Linked DNA regions of Rattus norvegicus: regions 1 and 3 are each linked to region 2. A link is a contact called in public Hi-C data. All regions are on one chromosome and are shown on one strand. The core of a region is the stretch at or near the end of the contact, and the rest is flanking DNA. Distances in the headings are between cores, read along the strand shown. Region 1 has its middle 340 kb from the start of Klf6. Region 2 holds the start of Klf6 (KLF transcription factor 6). Region 3 has its middle 460 kb from the start of Klf6.

What was found. Hi-C and Micro-C count contacts between places; a contact is called where the count stands out from the background.
Region 1: a Hi-C map of frontal cortex shows a contact between it and region 2, with 2.5 times the contacts expected there. The contact joins the enhancer-like site here to the promoter of Klf6 in region 2. A contact is called at or near these places in 6 of 12 Hi-C or Micro-C datasets (the A7r5 cell line, the Rat2 cell line, Schwann cells and 3 more) and 1 of 1 datasets of contacts at active chromatin or transcription factors (oligodendrocytes).
Region 3: a Hi-C map of liver shows a contact between it and region 2, with 4 times the contacts expected there. The contact joins the enhancer-like site here to the promoter of Klf6 in region 2. A contact is called at or near these places in 4 of 12 Hi-C or Micro-C datasets (kidney, liver and psoas muscle).

The regions. Positions count from the first base shown.
Region 1 is chr17:69,114,762-69,117,960 of GRCr8, forward strand. No RefSeq gene overlaps it. Among named protein-coding and RNA genes, the nearest start is that of Klf6, 340 kb to the right of the region's middle. Within about 2 kb of position 1,585, at least 19 of the 93 cell types and tissues checked have an H3K27ac peak or open chromatin away from gene starts, as enhancers often do. A contact at or near this core is called in the A7r5 cell line and Schwann cells, where this site is marked.
Region 2 is chr17:69,457,167-69,460,450 of GRCr8, forward strand. It overlaps Klf6 (KLF transcription factor 6), which reads right to left and starts at 1,312. Exons shown (of 4, transcript NM_031642.5): 1 at 967-1,312. The coding sequence starts at 1,170.
Region 3 is chr17:69,917,716-69,920,840 of GRCr8, forward strand. No RefSeq gene overlaps it. Among named protein-coding and RNA genes, the nearest start is that of Klf6, 460 kb to the left of the region's middle. Within about 2 kb of position 1,571, at least 8 of the 93 cell types and tissues checked have an H3K27ac peak or open chromatin away from gene starts, as enhancers often do. A contact at or near this core is called in kidney and liver, where this site is marked.

The DNA.
Region 1 (3,199 bases), core at 335-2,834, 340 kb before region 2:
CCGAGGAACACAGTCGAGGCCTCTGGATACAGGCCACCGAGATGGGACATTTGCCTTAAATCCTTTAAAGATATTTAGTACAATGAACCTTAGGGTAATTAGAAATGCCGCCAGGTCTCCCTCCAGCTAGTTCTCATTAAGCTCCCAAAAGGAATGAACGGACTGAGCTGGAATTCGTGAAAGTTACAATTTAACTGAAGTTCCAGCCAGGTCTTCCTCCTGGAAGGTCAGCAGGAATCTGAGGTTTTTGTGGTTTCGGCTTTTCAAATAGTCAGCCCTCCGTGGCTTGTCTTTTTGTTTAATTTGTTACAAGATCACACAAGATATTTTTTTGTCAGGAGTATCAGAAAGCATCTTGAGAAACACACGCATACACACAAAACAGCTGAATCATCTAACCCAAACCAGCCCTGACCACATCTGACTGACACTCAGCATAGGATCCTTCTTTCTTTGGAGAAAAAGGCTCTCGGCTTCAGTTACAAATAAGTCCTGGGACAAAGTGAATGGTCCGGGCTGCCCAGGAAAGACTGCTGATTAGTGGGAAGCCCTGAATTTTTTAACCCTGTAGGAGAAATACAAATGCTTTTGCTGCTCTGCGTGTTTGACAAGAGGCAAACTGATGGGTGTTGACATTTACATATTAGATAAGACCAGTTAGCAATGTATTGCTTAAAATGATTTCTGAGGATCAGAACCACAGAACAAAACTCCACCCATGACTTAACCTTATCCTTACCACATTTTTGTGGTAGCCAAACTAGCCCTTTTTTCCCCTCTGCCTTTCCATCTTTTCCCTTCCTCCTCTTTCTCCTTTTTTTCTTTTTCTTTTTCTTTTTCTTTTTCTTTTTCTTTCTTTTTTTTTTTTTTTTGCCCCTCAGTTCTAATTTCTTTTCTGGGCTCGTTCTTCTGCGATGGCAGTGGTTTGTGTGTACGCAGGTGTGCACATGGTGTGTGTATGCACATGTGGTCTGTGAGAGTGCAAGCCAGAGAACACGCTTGGATGTAATGTCTCTGACAGCTATTCCCTTGTTTTCATCAGTCTCTCCTTGGATTGGAATTTACCACAGCAGACTAGGCGGGCTTGTAAGCCCAGGCATCTTCAGGTTTGTTCTGCCTCCACAACTTACTTCTTCATTGGCTTATTTATTAACATGGCTTCTCATGGAGGAAGGCAGTTCCGTTTCCTTAAGCAGCTTATTCCCCTTTTCTATTTTTGTTTTTCCCCCCTTTCCTTTTCCTCTTCTGCTGGCCCCTTCTCTTCTATCTCCCTCCGTCCCCCTCGAACCTCCCTCACCCAACCACCACTATTCTTCTTGACTTCTCTCTAAACTCAGCTAGGCACTTTGCTCTCTAAACACCCCAATCAGGTGAGGCTTCCTGTGCCCCAATCCTGCGCAAAGGGTAGGTAGTAATTGGTTTACTGAGAGGGAAGCCCAAGGAGATTTGGCTTGTTGATTTTTAACAGGCTTGCCTTTCAGAGGGCTCACAGCTAAAAGCCAATCCTCCGTGCAGGCTCCAGTAGGAAACACTGAAGGCTCGCAGCAAGTGATGAGTCAACCGTTGTTTTGACACAGTCTGTCTTCAGAGGAGAATCATATTTCACGTAGAGAGGTGTTTCCCTTTGTGAAAATTGCTTGTGAACTGTATGACTCATTGAGCCATCGCTAACAGCCAAAAAAAAAGCTCGAGAAGAGAATTCGGGCAGACAAACCACCGTGGCTCCTCTAATCTTTTTTAGAGTCCAGCTTGAACTAACTTTTCCCACTGAGGAAAGCAGGGAGAGTGTTGATGGAGGCCTTCCTCCTCAATGCATCCTCTGCCTTCGTTTTGGAAACTAATGGTCCCTACAGGGTGGCGCTCAGCTGGACAACACTGCTTTGGTTTGGCTCCAGCCCTCCTCTAATTCTCTGGAAGTGTAGGGGTTCACACAATCTGAGGGGATATTTGAGGAATTTGCCATGCCGTAGACAGAGGTGAGGAACCCCTAATGTTTTGCTTATAGCAGTGAGCTGAAGAACTTATTTCCTCCCCAGCTTCCGGGGGTGGGGGAGGCAATGTTGATGTTTTCATAGCATGGCTGGAGATCATACCTTTCGAAATACATGTGGCCAAGCCTCTCCTTTTGCCCCTATACTGGGTTTCTATTTGCCAATAGGTCAACGCAGACATGTAGGAAATCCTCCCTGGGGATTGTTGGGGGTGGGGTGGGTTGACTTGACGTTAGCTTCCAAGTTTTTAACAATAAAGAAGCTCAGAGGACTAGAATTTAAGATGGCTTGAGTTGTTTCACACTGGCTACAGGAGCAGCAGCCTGGTTTCCAGCGTGTGCTTCGTCTCAGTCAGAGAGGTTGAAAAGCTATGCCAAGGTTTCTGCCGCCGGTGTGACTGCATCTCAACCATGTAGAAAAGCTTTTCTACTGCATATACTTGTACTTATTTACATTTATGTATTTGAAACACTGGGGATTGAAATTAGAGCCTTAAACATGCTAGGTGAGTACTAAACCTTATTGATGCTTTTTTATTTTGAGACAGTGTCTCACTGATTTGCCCAGCATGGCATTGAACTCACTCTGTAGTGTGGGCAAATCTTGGATTCACAGTTCTTCTACCTCAGCCTCCCAGGTATCTGGGATTAAAGTCCGGCAACTCCTGGTCCTGGTGAGAGAGGTTCATTTGATGACCCTCATTTTTGGGAGTAAAGACTCAGAAACAGGCTTCAGAGTCCCATACTAAGTGGAGAGACTTCAGTCCCTAGCAACAGATTGCAGACCATATGATGGTATTTTTTTTTCTAGGGCAAGCTATGCACTGAGTTCTAAAAGGGAATTTTATTTATTTATTTTTAACTAGGAAGCAAAACAAATATTTTTGGAATCTGAGTTGTGTAAGCGTGAAGCCAAAACCAGAGGGTGATTGGCACAGCATTTCAACGGTCTTGTTTTTGAGTGCCAAGTTCAAGGCCACCTGTCACTGCTCTAAGATGTTTCTGATTGACTGAAGCAGGGGCTGTTCTATGAAAGTCCTTTCCCTGATGCTAGTCCAGGTTTCATCCAAATGTCTCATGTCCCTTTGCTGTTACTTGTACTATATCTGAAGTCTCATGCCGCCCTGCCTTCTCCTCACAAGAGTCCCGGAGTGAAAGTCCTTCTGCTCCAATGAAAAATGTTTGAAATTACATTTTTAGTCATGTATA
Region 2 (3,284 bases), core at 62-2,561:
TTCACTTGGAGGAAAAAAAAAAAGCCAGCCCAGAAGGGTAGAGAGATGGTCACGGAATCATCATGGTTTTAAAGACAATGGTAAAAGTGTTTGAGAATATATATATTTTTGCCACTCACAGAATCCTAAGACTTAGAAGGGGGAAGGGGTGTTTCTTTTATTTCCGTTGCCCCAAATTCTAGTTCCACTTAAATGCCGGAATTGGAGATTTTTCTTGCCCAAAGTAAGAACCGAAGCAACTAGGAATGGACTCATTGTCATATGACTGACAAGTCACTTGTGTGCAAACAGCACCCCCACACACACACACCCGCCGCGCAGTCAACAAGAAAAGCAGGTAAGAAAAACAAGGCAGACATACGTGAATGCTAAGACATTATCCAGAAGAAAAAGAAACTGTAAATGGCCTTGAGTTCAAAAAGAACCGCTGCGTTCCGCGAGCAATATCTTAAGACTTTTTTAAAAAATTGGATGTACAAATATCAAAACAAAACCAAAATCCTTAAATCAAATCTTTTGGCAGTCAAGGCAAGCTCGTTCATATGACAGGGTCCAGCTGTGGAGTTTGGAACTGGTACAAGCCCCAAAGTTGTGCCAATGGTTCAGGTCTGGATCGGCCAGAGGAATCTGGGGTCCCCCCCTCAGGTGTATGCTGCTCGGAAGCTCGGAATTAGCAAAAATGAAACAAAAACGAAGAAATAAAAACGTACTGGGAAGGAGAGCTCGCCTCCACACAAATGACAACTCTACTCCTCGCTCCCGAAGGCTCGCTCTACAGTGCCTTCACCATTCCAAGCAGCAGAAGGACATCTTAAGATCATTATTTTATTTTATTTTAAATTAGGCAAATGCTAATCATCATTAAAAAAGATGCACTTCCAAGTACACACCATCTTGCCTGCTCCTCCGCGCAACTCCCTCCTCGGCGCACCGGGCAGGTGAAAAAAAAAAAAAATCCGTATTTACCTGTTGCCAATATTCCTCCAGGGACGGCAGAGCCGAGAAGTAGCCCGTTTCGTGCACAATCTGTAGTTCCTGGAAGATGCTACACATTGGGAGCACATCCATGTCGGGTTGGAAAAGACAGTCCCCGCTGTCGGGAAAACAGGGAGGTGAACGATCAGGAGTCGGAGCAGAAACTGTTCCCGGGAGCGCAGGTGAAAGTTTCATGCAAACTGGATGGCGCTGCAATCGGACGCCGGGTCCGGACCCTCCCGCAGCCCGCAGCGCGCCGAGCCCACGCAATATTTGCAAACAGCGGACTGACTGCAAGCGTAACCCCTGCAAAACTTCCCTATTCAAAGCTCCGCTGCCAGCCTCCCCCCTCCTCCCCCGCTTGGCTCCCCCCACTCCTCCTCCCCCCACGTGACCAGCTTGGAGCTCCGCCCCCCACGGTACCCAATCCTGCCGCTCCTGTCCCGGGGGCTGCGCGACGATGATGTCAGCTCGCACCAATCGCCGGTGCGGTCACACAGCGGCCCCGCCTGGCGTGACCGAGCCTCTCCATTAAAGGCCTTCCTATTGGTGCAATTCGAACTCGGCCTGCGCTGATTGGAAAGACGTCTCGCAGGCTATTTTTAGCAGGGTATATAAGGCGAGGGCTACGGCGCGCCGAAGGAGTCGGCGCTGGGAGGTGCACAGCCTAACGTTGTAGAAGTGCGGCCGGAGCGGCCGGAGCTAGGGGAACCTGGCCGGGGCAACCGGGCACCTGTCCCCGCCGCCCGGCTGCTCGGTTGCACCTTCTGATCCGGTCACCCGGACCGGTACCCAGCAAATCAAGGGAGCAGACATATGCCCAATCCCCCTCATTCCTCCCGATAGTGGCCCGTGTTCCCGGATCCTTCCCTGGCCCTCCATTCTCCTTGATCCCCCGATTTCTCTCTTTGTCCCGAGTCCCCTCCGTACTCAGAGATGCAGAGGTGCCCCGGGGTAGGAGCAAACATGCCCTTATGTCCCCGTGTGGCAATGGGACCAAATGACCGAACAGCAGGGGGACTTGGTGCTCTAGAGTCACTGTGTGGTAGTTTCTGTCTGGATCCCTGGGGTGGAGGATGACAGGAGCCTGAAACTAAAATACCCCCACTTCCTACGCAGGCGGAGGGGGAAAAGCCAGAGCATCTCAAAAGCGCCCTACCTGACCTGTGTGTCAGATACACTCAGTTCTCAGGAATGAATTTTACCTACTCTAAGTTGGAAGTGCAGCTTTTAAGATCAAGATCGCATCGCTGACCCGGCGCCACCGCCACCCCGACTTGGAGAGCTGGACACTTACAGCTTAAAAAAAAATCCCTTTACTTGATGCACACAGTTTTAATTCAAAGAAGATGCAGATTCTGCTGCTAATGGGGTAGAAATGTGTTTATCTTTTAGAAGGCAGTCTCCAAGATGTCTCACGAAGGTTAACAGGCTTTCCCATTGTCGCGTAAACAATTTGAATTGTTTTTCATATGAATTGTCTCCCAAAGCACACCATGATATTCATTTAAAAGGAAAAACCAAAAAAAAAAAAAAAAGGAGGAAAGAGCAGCTAAAAGTTTTGAATAAAATTCCAATTATAATAACTTCGAAAATAATATTTAATGAACAGTATCCTTTTAAAAGTTATCAAACGTGTAAAATAAGTTGAAGAGAGTTTTCATATTTCATTTATGAGGTCTTGGAAAGATGCATGTATAGGCTTGACGGATTTGTAGGCAGGCTTAGTTATGAGCGCAAAGATGGGAAAAGTTATCTTACAATGCCTATTGTATGGATTATATGGAGGTGACCATTGGTCTTCATTTACCCTAGTGACAAAGAAGCAGACCTGTCCCTTACTGGGTTATGTGCCTGAATTCTGTTTCCCTGAAGGAAATAGAAATAGCTTTAGGATACACATGCATAGGTCGCACCAACTTCCCAGGGCGGCCCTTATATAGGAAAGAGCTTTATAATTAGCAGCAAGCATGTGACTTTGGAATAAACCAAGGAAGCGAGAATTACATCAAATCTATGAATGAAAGCCAGCTCCACAGAACTCATGGTAAAGGATTAGGGTGAAAGTAGAAGGCTCTGACTAAGTGAGGGCTTTAATAAGCCTAGAGGAGGCTGGGAAACCTTCGGGGTGTCATAATGAAGATATTGAAACTTGCCTTGGTGGATAGACGATTAGTCATCATTTTAACACATTCCCTTACATTCCCACAGAATGTAAAAAAAAAAAAAAAAGAAAGAAAGAAAAGAAAAGAAAAGAAAAGAAAAGAAAAAGAAATTCCCGGTCTCTTAAAAGCACTGCCAGTTAAATA
Region 3 (3,125 bases), core at 321-2,820, 460 kb after region 2:
TTTTGTTTGCATAATTGTAGTTAACTAAACTTGGAGTTCCTAGGATGCATTTCCAGCTTTCCAGATTAGAGAAAGCATTTTTTAATGAATATCCACGATATTTAAGTTTGTGAAGAAAAGAAACAAATGTGACATTTAGAAATTATATTTAGAAGTATCTCATATAAATATAATATAAATGCCATATATCTTTAAATATAGTGTCTGTTTTAGTAATCACAGGCCAAAAGCCGTTTTTCGTGGTAGCAGTATTCATTTATAAAAATAACTGTGTATTATAGAGACATTGAAATCATACGTATAGCTCCCATTGTATTCAATATACAGTTTATCCTACATTGCGCAAATGAAGTAAAAGAGGCATCAGTTTTGACTCAGAGGAAGTCAATATGGTGTGCGAATTTAAAAATAATTTAGAAGAAAATGCCAAGACATTTTACTTTTTAAATGAATTATAAACTGACAACACACATGAAACCTGACAGCGGTCTTTTGGCTTTAGGAAGGCTTGGTGCTCTGTCCTTCATGGTTGTGGAAAGTGCTTCAAATGTATTTCATTAATTCACAAGTGGCATTAATTTAATTTGAATGTATGAAGGGAGGAAGGAAGGACATCACCCAGATCCTGTGCACCAATCACACACACTTAGGCTCTTTACGGATGTGGCTTGGTTATTTTTTCAATTACAAGTAAAAAATTAATTGACTGTATAATTAATTGCTGAATCCAAGATGTATCATATCATTCGCATCCTTCTTATTTTGACAATTTAGTGCCAGAACTTGAGGAAAATTAGGTTTGTTGGCTTTGGTTGATTTGTTTTGTCTGATTTTGATCTTATTTTCAATGTTACATGCTTTCCTAAGTCTTGATTATTTCCTGTATGTCTACAGGTCAGTTAGTATTTAAGAGCAACTTTGTATCCTATAAAACTATTGTGGTGGATGGATATAAATTCCACATTATGCTTAGAACCTCATGTTCACAGTATTTCACAGGTATTTTGAAATCACATCTATCTTGCAAAATGAAATGCTTTTGAATATTAGGTTAGACTAGTCTGCAAATTTTACAAGGATCATATATATATATATATATATATATATTATATATATATATATATATATATATATATTTCTTTACTCTTTGAACCAGAATTGCATAGGACCAAACGTCCAAGAGAATAGAAGTGGAGAATTAACAACCAAGCTGACCTTAATTTTGTGCTAAGTATATGGTTACACTCATCCCAAACTTACAGCAAACTTAGGGCACAGTCTGGTAGAAGGGAAGCCCGGAATGGGTAGTCTGTGAGTACACAAACCTGGAGAAAAGCAGCAAGGCCAATGGAAGGGCAAATCCACACACACACATGCCCACCAAATGTGAAGCCTAAGAAAAATACTTTATTCTAGATTGGACAAAGTTAAGCAAGACATTTAGTCGAAGAGACTTCTTAGATAATCCAAAATGATCAACTTAAAAGTCTTTGTCTTTGGCTTACCCTTAGCAGGGACCATGGCTACAGGCTGTCTAGTAACCATGGGCAAGTAGTATTTTGAAAGAGAGGAAGCGCCACCTTTGGACTTTCTACTTACTTGCTGACTAAAATTAGAAACAATTTAACGTGGCTTTCTGTTTTGGAGTTCGTGCACAACAGTTTTTTGGGAATGCTGAATTAGAAGCAGATGGGCTCTCTATTCAACTTTCTTCCCTTTCCTGTTATTCTGAAAACAATTCCAGACCGTGGGAGTCCCTGAGAAGAGACAGTTTCACAGCTCTGCTGGAATTGCATCATCAGATTCTAATACTATGAACATAGTCGCTGTAAAAGATTTTTTTCTACCAAGTAACATACCTCATTTTATTTTCAAGTAACACTCTCCATTAGTAACTTTACTCATGTCTGTAGCCAGATACCTGATGAGGAGCAACTCGAGGGGTGAGGGGTTTATTTACCTCACAGGTTATGGGCTATAACCCATCATGGTGGTAGAGTTTGGGGTAAAGGCTTGCTCACATTGACACATAGAAAGCATAGGAATCCAGAAGGTTGAGCTGAGCTATAAACGTCAAGGCCAAGAAATCTACTAGCAATCTAGAAATCTACTTCCTGTTCCTAGGTACAACCTTTAAAAGATCTACAATCTTAAAAGTAGGTCTAGAACCTCAGGACCAAACACAAAATCATAGGAGCCTATGGGAGATGTTTTATTTCCAAATCACAAAAACATTTGAAGCAAACCACAGTATATCTTCTTTTCTCTTGAATTTTGTATATTCTGGATATAATAATATATTAATGCTGGGCTTAAAATTTTTAGTTAAAGATGATTTTTATATAACAGTGGATAAAAATGTGCTTTTGATTCACATGACTAGAAATTCTACAATTTCACTTAAGAAATCTTTTTCAATATGAGTCTTATAATTTCCCTCTGATACTGGAATGGGCTATTTCTCCAATTCAACATTCTTTTCTTTGGCAAATCGAAGCAGGATAATATTTCAGATATTTTATTATATAGATTCAATAAAAAAGAGAGCAACACAGGATTGAGCTTCCTATAGTACTGAACTTACACACAGATAGTTAAGTAATATGATAGATTCATTCATTATCCCTTCTAATAATTCTGTTCCTAAAGAAACAATTTAGTATATGTCATCTCTTATGCATGAATAGCAACTGCTGCGTTGCAGAGAAATGATTGACTTTTAAGATGGCGGTCCTGGTTGTCACCGTGATGACAATAGATTGTCACTGACATACAATTAGGGAGGAAGAGAATGGTTATAAACTCATAATGATGCTGTCACAGTTTTCATTCAAAGCTTGTCAAGTGGCCACAGAAGTAAATCTGTATTATGAACTAGGAGCTTTTCAAATAAAATAATTCCTTTTCTGTTTTCTGAGTGAATCCTTTAGATACTTTTATTTACTGACTGAGTGAATTTATGCACGCAATTTAGAAAAAAAATCTGTTGTTTTCTAAGAAATAGATATTCATCAGTAGATACCATGAGCATCATAGGCAAGAAAAGTACAATTACCACAACATAAGACTAAGAGCATCTCCTGGAGATGACAAGTATGATTCCATTTATGGAGGTGAGCTGTAAG